Linked DNA regions of Rattus norvegicus: region 2 is linked to region 1. The links are chromatin contacts, called in public Hi-C maps. All regions are on one chromosome and are shown on one strand. The core of a region is the stretch at or near the end of the contact, and the rest is flanking DNA. Distances in the headings are between cores, read along the strand shown.

Region 1 (5,985 bases), core at 2,152-4,651:
CAAAGGAGTTGAGGCATGTTGGGTGTTGCTGGGAAGGGATCTCAACCCGAGACTAGCATAGCTGTGCACGTGAGTTCCAAAACTATCCCTCTAGTTGCCTGGTGGGAAGTAAACCCACAGCTGTGGGAGACAAGCCAGTTAGGATGGGAGGCTATCAGTACCAGTCTAGTCAGAAAAGGACAAGGCTTGGGTCAGAGTGAAGTTTGAGGAGAAAGCAGCTGGTGGTGCCTGGAGCCTGGAGGGAGAGCAAACAATGTGTACTGAAGTGGCTGCTTAGAGTCTCTGCAGGAAAGAATCAAGGGTGATCCATCCTAGGCTTTCCGTCGTGCAGGGCAGAGTCCTCTCCCAGAGGCCGAAATGTAACAATACTCCAATCCCTGAGGTCAGAAGGCTGGCTGCTCACAGAGATAGCCTGGTGGAACCCAGGTCTTCTGGGGACTCCAACTCTATACTGCAGGTATAGACTCACACACTCAGCTGGTGTGATCTTCTCTGGTGAGACGCCGCTGAAGCATGGTCCAACAGTTAACAGAAGCGTCTCTCTCCCTGTCTCCGCCAGATCTGAAGCCGTGGGTGTCTAACTTCACCTACCCTGGAGTCCGGGATTTCTCTCAGCTTGCTCTGGATCCCTCCAGGAACCAGCTCATCGTGGGAGCCAGGTAATGGGGTAACAAGAGAGTAGGGGGAGAGAATGGGGGAACCTGGAGTCGGGCAGAAGGGATACTGCTGTGATGAGTAGACGCAGATCCTCGGAGTCCCTGTCCTCCGTGCCAGGCCCTGTCTGTACTGACTGTCCACCAAGTAGGGGACTGTGGGAGTCGGGGGAAGGGGATGACCCGAGACTACACAATCTCAGCTAGATTCATTCGTCAAATATTGTTAGGGTATTAAGAGCGAAGACGCCTACTTCCGTCTTCTGCCCTCTCTGCCCTGACGCCAGGACCGGCCCAGTTAGAGATGCCCAGGCGCCCCCTGCTGGCCAGCTGCCTGCCTGCACCAAGGGTGCTGCAATAGGCCATGTGTTTGTTTTATAAAGGGCCTCATTTTCTGTAGCCTGCCCACCTTTGACCCCACTGTCGAGATCAGGGTTTGGAAGCTAACCTTTCTGGGGAGGCCTCATCTTCTAGACTTCCAGGTGGAGTGGGAGGAGCTATCATGAATACATCATTGCCAGCTTTGGAAGCAAGCTTAGAGATGAGGCAGGGGGTCCCTGGGCCAGCATCCCCTGGAGCTCCTGAGAACATGCTAAAAAGGGATGCTTGCCCCACTTGGCTAAGAAACTCTAGGAACGGGCCTAACCTTGCTTCAACAAGGCCTCCCGTGACTGGTGCCCAAGCTTGAAAACAGTCTGACCAACACACACAGCAAGAAGATGCAAGCTTGGGACTAGAACTTGGGCCTCCTGACCCCAGTGGTCTGCGTTAGGACACTGGACATGTGAGGATCTGGATCGGCACTGTGTCGCTGGTCATTCCTGCCCTCTGGTTCTCCCCCTTTTGTTGGTGTATGAGACAGAGGTGAGTCACCCACAAGCTCTGGTCTGCAGGCAGTTGAGCTGGATAAACCTGGAGTCTGTTTTCTATGGCATCTCCCTGGGATGCTAGGGCAGAAAGCATTTAAAATTGCTCTGAATGAAGTAATCATTTTATAGCAGTATTGAGTGTGGCGACATGCTAGTTACAAAGGAATACTCAGTGAGAGCAAAGGCCATGCCCTCACAAGCAGGCGTCTCTAGGTGCTCCCCCTGCATTCCCTGAGAGGCGATCGACTTCGGGCTTTCTTTTCCAGTAAACCCAAGCGAACACTTGTTTTGCTTTGTATGTTGAGAAGGCTCCTTACTCACACACAGCTGAGAGAAGAATACAGAGAGATCCTATATACCCTGCTCCTGGGTCCTGCTAGTGGCAACATCATCACACATAACCACAGCGCAGTGATGTAATCTAGAAACTGATATTCACGACATCGTTCCTCCTGGCTGAGGTTTTACCAGCCAGCACTTTGGGCTGAGTGTGTTCACTCATATCTGTAACCTTAGCGTTAGGGAAGCTGAGGCAGAAGGATCACCTAGAGTTCAAGACTAGCCCAAGCTACATAGTGAGGACTTCTCTTCAAAAGAATTGAAAAAGCAAAGCAAACGAATAGGGCAGGTGAGATGGCTCAGCAAATAAAGGAGCTTGCTGCCAAACCTGACTGGGTTCAAACCCCAGGAGCTACATTCTTGCCATGGCACTCATGTGTTCACATATACATACATGCATGCATGCATACATACATACATGCATACATACATACACGTATGCATGCATGCATACATACATACATACTCATTCTCTCTCTCTTTCTCTCTCTCTCTCTCACACACACACACACATACACTCTAAATTAAAGTGTAATAAACACTAAAACCAAACAAACCCAGAAACATACATAATATATACCTTTTATACCCAAAGAGTAGCTTCCCAAGACTATGTTCTGAAATTCGAGAAAACATGCCCGCCACATGCATTATTTTGTGTGGCATCGGTGTAATAAGTCGGATAACATGTTGTGCATCACACAACAGACATATATAGTAAGCCGTGTATGCAGGAAACGATCCAGGCCTCACTGTCAGCCCTGGAGGCAGATCCTGATCGCTCCCATACCGTAGGTGGTGAAGCAGCAGCAGAGAGATGGTCACCTGCCTTCGGTCACACTGCCTCACCAGATCCACCTCAGGTCCCACGCAAAAGGTGGTTATGCCTTCTTTCTGCAGCTTCTCGTGGATCTTTGAGCCTAGCTCTGCCTTCACACGGAGAAGAAAGCATTCCCTCCTGGATTGGTTCCTTCTGTCCCCAGAGCCTATGTCCTGAATCCTGGGCCTTTTCTGACAGCCTGCCCTTGTTTTTTCCAAGCGCTTTTCTTTCTCCTCTGTCTGGGTTTTTCTCTCCCTCTCTCCCCGACACCCGTGGACCTCTGGAATTCGGGCTGGGAAATGTTTTTATCCATTTATAGCCTGCCTTATCTCCTATGGGACCGGGAGCTGGGCGGGATGCTGAGATTTCCCACTCTCATCTCCCAGCTCCTCTGAGAGCCGACGGAGACGCTGTGGTGAATGGTTTTCGATGGGATAAAAATGAATCGGGCGATGTGTTGCTTCCCTTAATTTGTTAAAGCTGTGAGCAGATGCCTGTGTTACCTGAGCGCACAGCTGGAGCAGAGCCACAAGCTGGAGCCCATCTGTCCCTGGGCCAGGAGCATGGAGGCCAGGAAGCTCTGCCAAGGACCTAGAGAGGGGTCTGGGGAGGGGCGGTGGAGGCTTACAGCCAAGGTCATGGGCAAGGCCACCCCGCCCTAGGCCAGAGGAGAAGCTGCAGTCAGCTTCTCCTGGGCTAGCAGCCAAATCATGGAGAGGAATCTCCCAGCTTAAAGTGTCCGGTTCCCACCCCTGGCTTCCTTCAGCAGGCCCCCTCCTTCCCTTTCTGGCCCGATCTCTCCTCGTTTCTTCTCAGCACAGCTGAGGTGGCCAGAACTTCCTAGATTAATTATTCCTAAAAAGTCCAGGAACCTGAAGAGGGATGGCCAAAGGCAGACAGAAAAAAACAAAGAGAATTCTTTTGGAAAATCTGAGCTACATCCACTTGCCATTAGTAAAGCCTTCAAATATGTCTCCGGGGGACTGTGAATAAGCCAGGCACGGTCGTGTTTTCCATTTTACAGACATAGACACTGAGGCCCACTAGGCCCCAGCAGACGGCGGAGCTGGGAGCCCTATCTCTCTAAGCCACAGTCTGTTCTCTCAACCTGAACTCTGTCCTGCTACCCTCTGACCAAGTGGGTCTGCCACCCCCGTGTTCTAAGTCCTGGCCATCTGGCTGCAGAGTTTTAAGCACAATAGGTTTAGTGGTAATGCTGAATTCTCGATGAGTGTCTGATGGTGTCGTCATCATCATCGTCATCATCAATCATCACAATTAAGGCTTGTGAGCCATCCGCTGTTACATGAGAGTTCTGTAGAGGCTGGGAGCACTGTGCTGGCTGTTCTGGGAGGCAGTGGTCCAGGGGGAGGCTGTGGAAAAGGCAAATTTAGAGTAACCGGGTAGAGACGAAGCTGCACACAGGACCCCAGGTCCCATGTGGGAGGCCTGTCTTGTCTTCGTCCCTGCAAGAGGCCTTGCACTTTCAGTTGGACAGAAACAAGCCCCATGCTTAGGAAAGGTGAGCTCGCAAGCTAAACGAAGCCGTTCAGTGTGCAGATGTTACGCTGACTTCTTCTTGGTTCTGGAATCTGGTTGGACTTAGCCAAAGAGGTTGGCTTTATAGACAGAGAAGGGAAGGGGTTGATAGTGGAAATGACACAGAGCAGACCGGCCACTTCAAAGTCGCCTTCCCTGTGAAGTGAACACAGGGAGATAGAAAATACAAGAATAGCCGTAGAGACCTCACACCACTTTCATTGCGTAAGACTCGAGCAGAGAGTGCCTCACTGCCATGGCAGCCGAGACACGGAATGTGTCTCTGAAGGTCAATTTTGCTTTAATTTTAAGCATTTGCCGTGAGCATAGGTGACTCCATTTTGATTCTGCAGTCTGCTCCATTGGGGGCCCATGATCAGAACTTAGTCCAAAACAGTGGCATCCTGTTACTTTTATTTAACAGCGGGTTCTGGTAGTTCCTTCCTGCGCTTGCTGGGTCAGTCAGGAGCAGATACAGCGTGAAGTCTGCAGGTTAACCCCGTCTCTGACTTACTGGGTCTGAGACTTGGGCCATTACACAGTCTGCCTCCTGTACAGTCCTCATATTTGGACTGTAAAATGGATATAGTCCGAATATGAGCCTCTGTGTGAGAGTGGTCTGCACACACTTCCACAGTCCTGCTAGTGGCGACCTCGGTGGTGTCCAATGGGACTTTGCAGCAGTGAGCAGTTAGGGAAGGTGAGACCTTCTTGATAAGCTAGTTTGACCTTCTGGTTTTCTTGCATCTACCCTGGCCCACACCCTCGGTGACCTTTTGGTGGCTATAGCAACTGCCAGGCTGGGTGAAGGTTTGGTGAGGTGAAGCTCTTTGGGCTTGGTTCGCCCTGAAGTCCTGCAGAGGACATGTTCCTGGCACCCCATGAGGCCTAGGCTGGTTGCCTTCCAGGGTCCTACCTACAGAGTCAAGAGTGACTTGTGACTTCTGTTCTGTTTCCACAGGAACTACCTCTTCAGACTCAGCCTTGCCAATGTTTCCCTCCTTCAGGTAGGTTTGGTATTCCTCCTTTCCTGCACTTTTTCCTGCATTTGGAAGCTGAGCAGTGCAAGTAGCAGGATACCTAGTCATGCCCTAGGATCAAGTGCTGGAGCGTCTCTTCTTTTCCTGGTCACGGTTACTAAAGCCCTGAGACCAAAGTCACTGCTGGAAGGACATGTGGGCGTGGGGTGCAGCCCCCTCACACATGGAGGCTCAGTTTCTTGCATTGTGCAAAGAAGCTGACAAGGAAGGGGAGAAGAGGTCCCAGGCTGGGACGCCCCCACCCCTGTTGGCTGGGAACTGAGGGTTTTGCCAAGATGCAGAACTTTCAGGGCTAAAAATGGGACTCCACAGGGCAAATGGGACCAGTGAGTCACCCTAAGAGCAAAGCCAAAATCCACAGGAGAGTTCCAGGGTTTGGGCCCCCAAGGGAGATGGTGTCTCTGGTCCTTTTCTTTGCTTGGCCTGACAGTTCCTGGTCTATCTTGGCATTTTCATTGAGCTGTGATTGATTTATTATCTGCTGCCAAGAGATGCTCTCCAAGCATAATTCCCTAAGTGCTCTGAGGGGCTTTTTAATGGGATTCCTTGATCCAGAACAGTTATCCCAGATTGAGAAACAGATGCCAAACTATCTCTGCCGGAGCCGAACATTATAGAGAAAGGACAGCCATTCTTCTTCAATGAGGGGCAAGCTTCCGTCATCCTGTCTGGGAGCTGTCTTAAGAATGCAGCATTCCCTGGGCCCTTATTGAATACCAGCACTG
Region 2 (5,985 bases), core at 2,145-4,644, 89 kb before region 1:
TCTCTCTCCTATCAGTATACGGCTGGCTGTTGTTTGCCTTTTGCTGTTAGACAAGATTTGTGCTCAGGCTGAGGCTAGGCACAGGCATTTACACACACACACACACACACACACACACACACACTCACACACTCTCACACACACTCACACACTTACACACACACACTCACACATACATCACACACACATACACACTGACACACACACATACTCTCTCACACACACACTCACACACTTACACACACTCACACACACTCACACACACACTCACACACATATACATCACACACACACTCTCACACACACACTCACACATATACCACACACATATTTACAATACACCACACGCACACACACACACACACACACACACACACACACACACACACACACAATATGTCTCCTGGGAAAGGCTATACTATATTGGTTTTCAGAGGGAGTTGCCCAGAAGGGAGAGAGGGAACAGCCTTGTTCTCTCAGCTTTGCCACCGTTGAACTAAAAAATGTGTTCTTTTTAATCTCTTGGAACCTCAGCTCCAGATAATTCTGGAATTTCTACATCGAGAGTGAATGCTAAGAACTCCGGTCACCCCCCACGTTCACTGCTCCTTGGCTTGTTTGTTTGGGATAATTTGGTATTAATTACTATATTTACATTCAGCTTAATTAACAGTGTTCAGATAGGTGGAGGATGGCTCTTACTAGGAGTAATTATCACAGAGGTTATTGCAAAGGTCTAAGAAAGTGGCAGGAGATGCTCCCGCCGCTGCTGCTGCTGCTGCTGGAACCAGCCCTTTGGATTTTGTTCCAAGTAAATAATTCTAAGATTCTCTCCAGGCTGGGTTGGCCAAGCACCAGGGGATGCCTGGAGCAGGTGGTGAGCCAGGCTCATGAGGAAACTGTCCCTTTCTTAGTGTCCATCCTCTGGAACTCTCTGGGATTGAGAGTCCTTGAGTAATCACTGGTAATCAATACAACACAGTAGGATGCAATTAGGATTAATTAGCTCAGTGTTGCAAGCAGGCTTGTTCCTCAGCCTGTGCCTCTGAGTGTCTCCTTCTCAGCTCCTCCCTGAAGATGATGATTACTTTTCCTGTTTCCCCAGACAAGGGTGTTGCCTCTCCTCTTCCTGAGCCAACCTCCCTCCGCAGCTCATTTATAAGACGGAGAGGGGAAGCCAGGAAGGGATGTGGATGATGGTGGGAAGAGGAGAGAGAGGGAAGAGTGCAAACAGTGGGAAGGGGAAGGCGGTGGGAAGATGTGTGAAGGACGGAGGCTTCAAGTGCTTTTCAAGAGACACACAGAATCATCCAGAAGGCATTTGCCTCCTCTCCCAGCCAGCCAAACAGCCTCTCCTTATTCCGTGCAGTTTATGGAATACCATGCTTTTGTCTTAATCAAAGGTGTTTCTAGGGTTTGGAGAGATGGCTCAGCAGTTAAAAGCCCTTGCTGTTCTTGCAGAGGACCTCAGTGTGGTTCCCAGCATCCACATCAGGTAACTCAACAACTGCAGATCCAGGGGATTCAACGTCTTCTTGTCTCCGTGGGCGCCGGAACACACATAACATACACACACAGACACACAAACCAACATGTAGAATGCAAAATAAATCTTCGAAAAAGAGGGGCTGGGGATTTAGCTCAGTGGTAGAGCGCTTACCTAGGAAGCGCAAGGCCCTGGGTTCGGTCCCCAGCTCCGGAAAAAAAAGAACCAAAAAAAAAAAAAATCTTCGAAAAAGAGATGTTCTATATTCCAAATACTTGTACCTTTGCAATGGCAAAATCAGTCCTCTAGGGATTGGGAGTGTGGGGGGAGGGTTGGGGCAATGCATCCAGCTTGGGAAGGGGTCCAGAGATTCTGGAAACTGGCTTCTACTCTCCAGGCCTCTTGGTCTGTGCGGCTCGCACTGCTTCTTCAGAGCTGACCTCTGGCTTAGATGTGTCTGTGCACGGACTATGCTTCCTCTCCTCCAGGTCTTTGCGGCTCCTTTCGGGCCCAGAATGGGTTTTATCTTTGTGAGTTCTTCTTTATGCAGCACATGACAAGCTTCAGCATTCTGTTGCCCTGGAAAGTCTCCATCTCTGAGGTCTGGTACTGCCTCCCATTTCACGGCACCCCATAAAGGGCTTTCTTAGAGCACACCCTTTCTGTTCCACCACTCTGGAAGGACTGGGAGGGTGTGCATCCTGACTCCTACCGCCTGCATCTCCGGACTCCTACTGCCGCCAGCCTTCTGCTTTTCCCGAGGTTTCCTTTACCTAACATTTTGTCACGCGAACTGCTTCACCTGCAGTCTGTTCAAATTCTCCAAAGCATTCCAGAAAGTCTAACGTTTTCATTCTACCAAAGGATTGTTTGGCGGTGCTTTCTGGATCTCTCTTAGAAGCACACTTCTCTTGTTTAAATTGTTCGGGTCCTTTGTCTTTCCCACTCCTTCACTTCCTTAGCTCATCTTATTTTATCATTAAAGTACCCCTTTTGTTCAGCAGAGGGCTCCCTTCCCATCGGTGCTAGTAGCCCTGACACCTAGCATTTGAAGCTTGCGCTCCACGACTTTCTCTGCCGACTTCGAGCCACCAGAAACACTAGATCACTTAAACTTGGAAACAATCCCGCCTTACTTGGCGTGGCTGCGCTAAGGGTCCCTCTGCTGCGGAGATTACTCTGCCTCTCTAGGATCGAGCATCCTTTGGATACCCTCCCAGTGTGCCCGAAGTCATTAACTCACTCCCTGCATCCCCTACTGGTTCTTCATACCAGGTTCGGTAGGGTGCACATCACCAACGCCAGCCTTCAGCGGAGGAAACTAAGACTTGGAGAGGTTCACCCAAGGTCTTGTGGCGTGTGAGGCTAACTAGCAACCGGTCAGCTCTAGCTTTTCGGTTCAGCTCAGCAGCTTAGCATCTCGCTATTGCTGGAGTTTATGACAATCTCCCGGGTTTGGTACGCGGTCCTTTACTCATTCACATTTCAAATCCACAGGCAGAAAAATGTTTCTCCCTGGCTAAAAGGGCTGGGGTTTGGGGGACTCTGGGGGGGGTGTTGGGATGGGGGAGCTTAGGCTCCAAGTTGGAGTTGGTTTGAGATAGGGGTGGCAGAGCACGGTAAGGTAGGACCTGGCAAACGATGGCAAAGGCTAGAGACGTAGGACAGAGGCAGCTTCTGTCCACCCATCCCCAGAGCTCGCAGGCTAGGGGCCAGAGTCCTGCTAGGGGGCGAAATGGGGATGCAGGGCGCCCCCTCGCGCTCTCCGGCGCTCCTCCGGGCTGGCGGGTGAAGCGCCAGCAGTCGCAGGTCCTCTCCATCCCCCTCCTCCTTTTCTCTCCCGCTCCCCTCCTTCTCTCCTCTGGCTCCCAACTCCTCCCCCACGTCTCCCCACCTCCTGCTCCCTCACTCTCCTCCTCCCGGCTCGCTCCGGCGCGCGGGGTCTGGAGCTAGTTGGAGCGCGGGGGTTGATGCTGGAGCCCAGCTCCGCGGAGCCCGGCGGGTCGGCCGCGCATCCAGCGGCTGTTGGAGCAGCCGGAGCGCAGCGGGCCCGACAGGAGTCGGAGACTGTGACGGAGTGCTGAGCCCATACCCGGGATCCTTGCTGTTCGTCCATCCCATTCCCAGACCGGCCGCCAGCCCTCGGATTCGTCCCTGTGGTCACACAGCCCCGAGCCCAGGGCCGCGGGGAGCCCAGCACCTGCGCGTGCTGCCGGGAGGTGAGTCCGAGAGCTCCCGGAGCTTTTTTCCTCGCCGGCTGGGGCTGCGAGTTGCAAACTTCAGCAACTCGGATGGGTAGAGGGTTGGGAGTCCGGGGGCGCTGGTAAGTTGGAGGCAGGTTGGGGAGGCTTCAGGGGGCTGGAGAGCGAGCCCCTGGGGTTCAGTGATGTCTGGGGCCACCTCGACTGGGGCGCCACCGGTGCTGCTGCGTTCCCGATACCCGCCCGCCCGCCCTGGCTTCTGGCTCCACTGGGCTGCGATCAGCGCGTCTAGGCTGCAGCCGCGGCGGAGACACAGAGCTCGGGCCTGGAGGAGGGGGACCGACCAGGGAAAGGCTGGGGGAGAGCTGGGCAGGGGCGCGGAGACTGGGCCGAGATGGAGGCTCAGCAGAGGGCGGGCGGGTAAACCTGGCAGAGAGGGAGTGCGGGCGGCGAGGCGCGTGGGAACGCGTGGCCGGCCCAGAGTGTGAAATCTCCCGCGCAGGGACGTCCCCTTGCCGCGGCCACCAACCCGGACCTCGCCGATTCTTCCCAGACCCCCTCCACCTCCTAAGGTACTCCAGCCTTATCTGGGCCCTTCGGAGCCCAGACTGTCCTCTACGGCCCTGGATGGAGCAGCCCCGGGCCCCTCGCTCCCGCCTCAGCCAGAGAAGAGGGTGCGGCGGCGGGAACCCGGGACTAGAGGGGCGATTTCCTGATTTATTTTTCTCATGGTAATTTGTCTTTGTGATTGGGGCTGCCCATTCACTTTCCGCTCACGTCGTGCGGGAGATCCAGAGAGGAGGAGGGAGCAGGCGGGGGTGGGGGGTGTGCTTGGGCACAACGAGGGATGAGAAGGGGAAAGGGGATCCGGGACCCGAGCCGGGCGGGAGTGGAGACAGAAGTAGCAGCATGATCCGAGGAGAAAAAGCGAAGGTGGAGAGGATCGGTCGAACGATATGGGCTCTGTGGCCGGCCTCAAACTTTAAAGCACCAGACGACCACCTGAAGCGCCGATCTCACCCCTCTTGGATGCCTTAACCCGGCCTGGTTCTGAGTCATCTCGCCCCACTGCGCCAGACATGAGTCGGCGCTGAGTTTGGCTCTAGAGCGGTGGCCTCGGGACTTTGTCCCCAGGCCTGCGATCCTCTTCTGGCTTTCGATCATTGGAGAAGAAAAGAGTCCGCAGAGCGCATCTGCTCAGCCCACCTTAGTGGGCCATGCGTTCTCGGTCAGCTAAATAGGACTGGGGTATTGGAAGTTTGCCTGTGTCTAGAACCTACAAGATCCTGTCTTCACTGGCCCCAACTCCGATCTCTTTTCTCCACTCCTTTGTAAATTCAATCTCCTTCCACCCGTCTCAGCTCTCCCGTTGCCCACCGTCGTGTACTGACTTGGACCTCATTCTGCGGTGCTCTGTTCAACCTCCTTACCCACCCACTCCCAATCTTTTAGCCCACCCCTTTCCAGTCTTCCTCACCCTCCTTGCCTTCTTTTCCCCTTGGCATTTACAAGTGGTTTCTTGTCTTTCCGGAGTCCACGACCTTGAGGAAGGGGCAGAGGAGAACTCGAGCTTTAGAATACGACCTCACCAGTACGAGTGTGTGGTGTTGGTGTTGGTGCTGGGGGAGGGGGGTGCACAGTAAGAGGTTTGGAAAGAAAGCACCCTGTCGCGAATCTAGTTTCTTCCCAGTGCTGGGGGAAGAAGGGTTAAAACGAGAGTACAAGGTGGAGGTGGGGGTGGTATCACTTCTGAGGAGCAAAAACCTTCTGGCTTTCTGGGCTTTAGTGAGGACTGTCCAGGAGGAAAGGCCACCTAGACTGTAGCAAATCACGAAAGGTCTGTGTACCAGGTAGGTGTGTGTGTGTGTGTGTGTGTGTGTGTGTGTGTGTGTGTGTGTCCTTCCGTCAGTCCTTTCTCCCTATCACCAGCTATCACCACAGTTTAGGAAGGAACGGCGGATCTCCCGTCCCTACATCTCCATCAGTGTGAACCTCAAGCATGTCTAAATCACCACGATGCAACCATCAGTACCAGATGCTGTTGAAAAACATGCCAAGGTTCGGGGCAGAATGCCTGCCCAGAGAGGCTTGGTGTCCAGCGATGAACTTAGACTTACCTAAGAGAAGATGGGCTTGGTGACTCTGAGGAAACAGGACTGGAGTCCTTCCTCACCAGCTGCCTGTTTACAAAGAGGATCCTACAGGCTAAGGGTCTGAGAGGGAGACTTCCTTATGTCCAGGGCCAGACTAGAAAAGTAGGGAGACGGAGAAGTGCTCTGATTACTCCTTTAATTTGGG

What was found. A called contact is a pair of places that touch in the nucleus more often than the background predicts.
Region 2: a Hi-C map of psoas muscle shows a contact between it and region 1, with 4 times the contacts expected there. The contact joins the promoter of Sema5b here to the enhancer-like site in region 1. A contact is called at or near these places in 10 of 12 Hi-C or Micro-C datasets (the A7r5 cell line, Schwann cells, frontal cortex and 5 more) and 1 of 1 datasets of contacts at active chromatin or transcription factors (oligodendrocytes).

What each region holds. Positions count from the first base shown.
Region 1 is chr11:78,638,882-78,644,866 of GRCr8, reverse strand. It overlaps Sema5b (semaphorin 5B), which reads left to right. Exons shown (of 22, transcript NM_001415135.1): 3 at 560-659; 4 at 5,182-5,227. Among named protein-coding and RNA genes, the nearest start is that of Sema5b, 89 kb to the left of the region's middle. Within about 2 kb of position 3,401, at least 12 of the 93 cell types and tissues checked have an H3K27ac peak or open chromatin away from gene starts, as enhancers often do.
Region 2 is chr11:78,727,998-78,733,982 of GRCr8, reverse strand. It overlaps Sema5b (semaphorin 5B), which reads left to right and starts at 3,394. Exons shown (of 22, transcript NM_001415135.1): 1 at 3,394-3,705.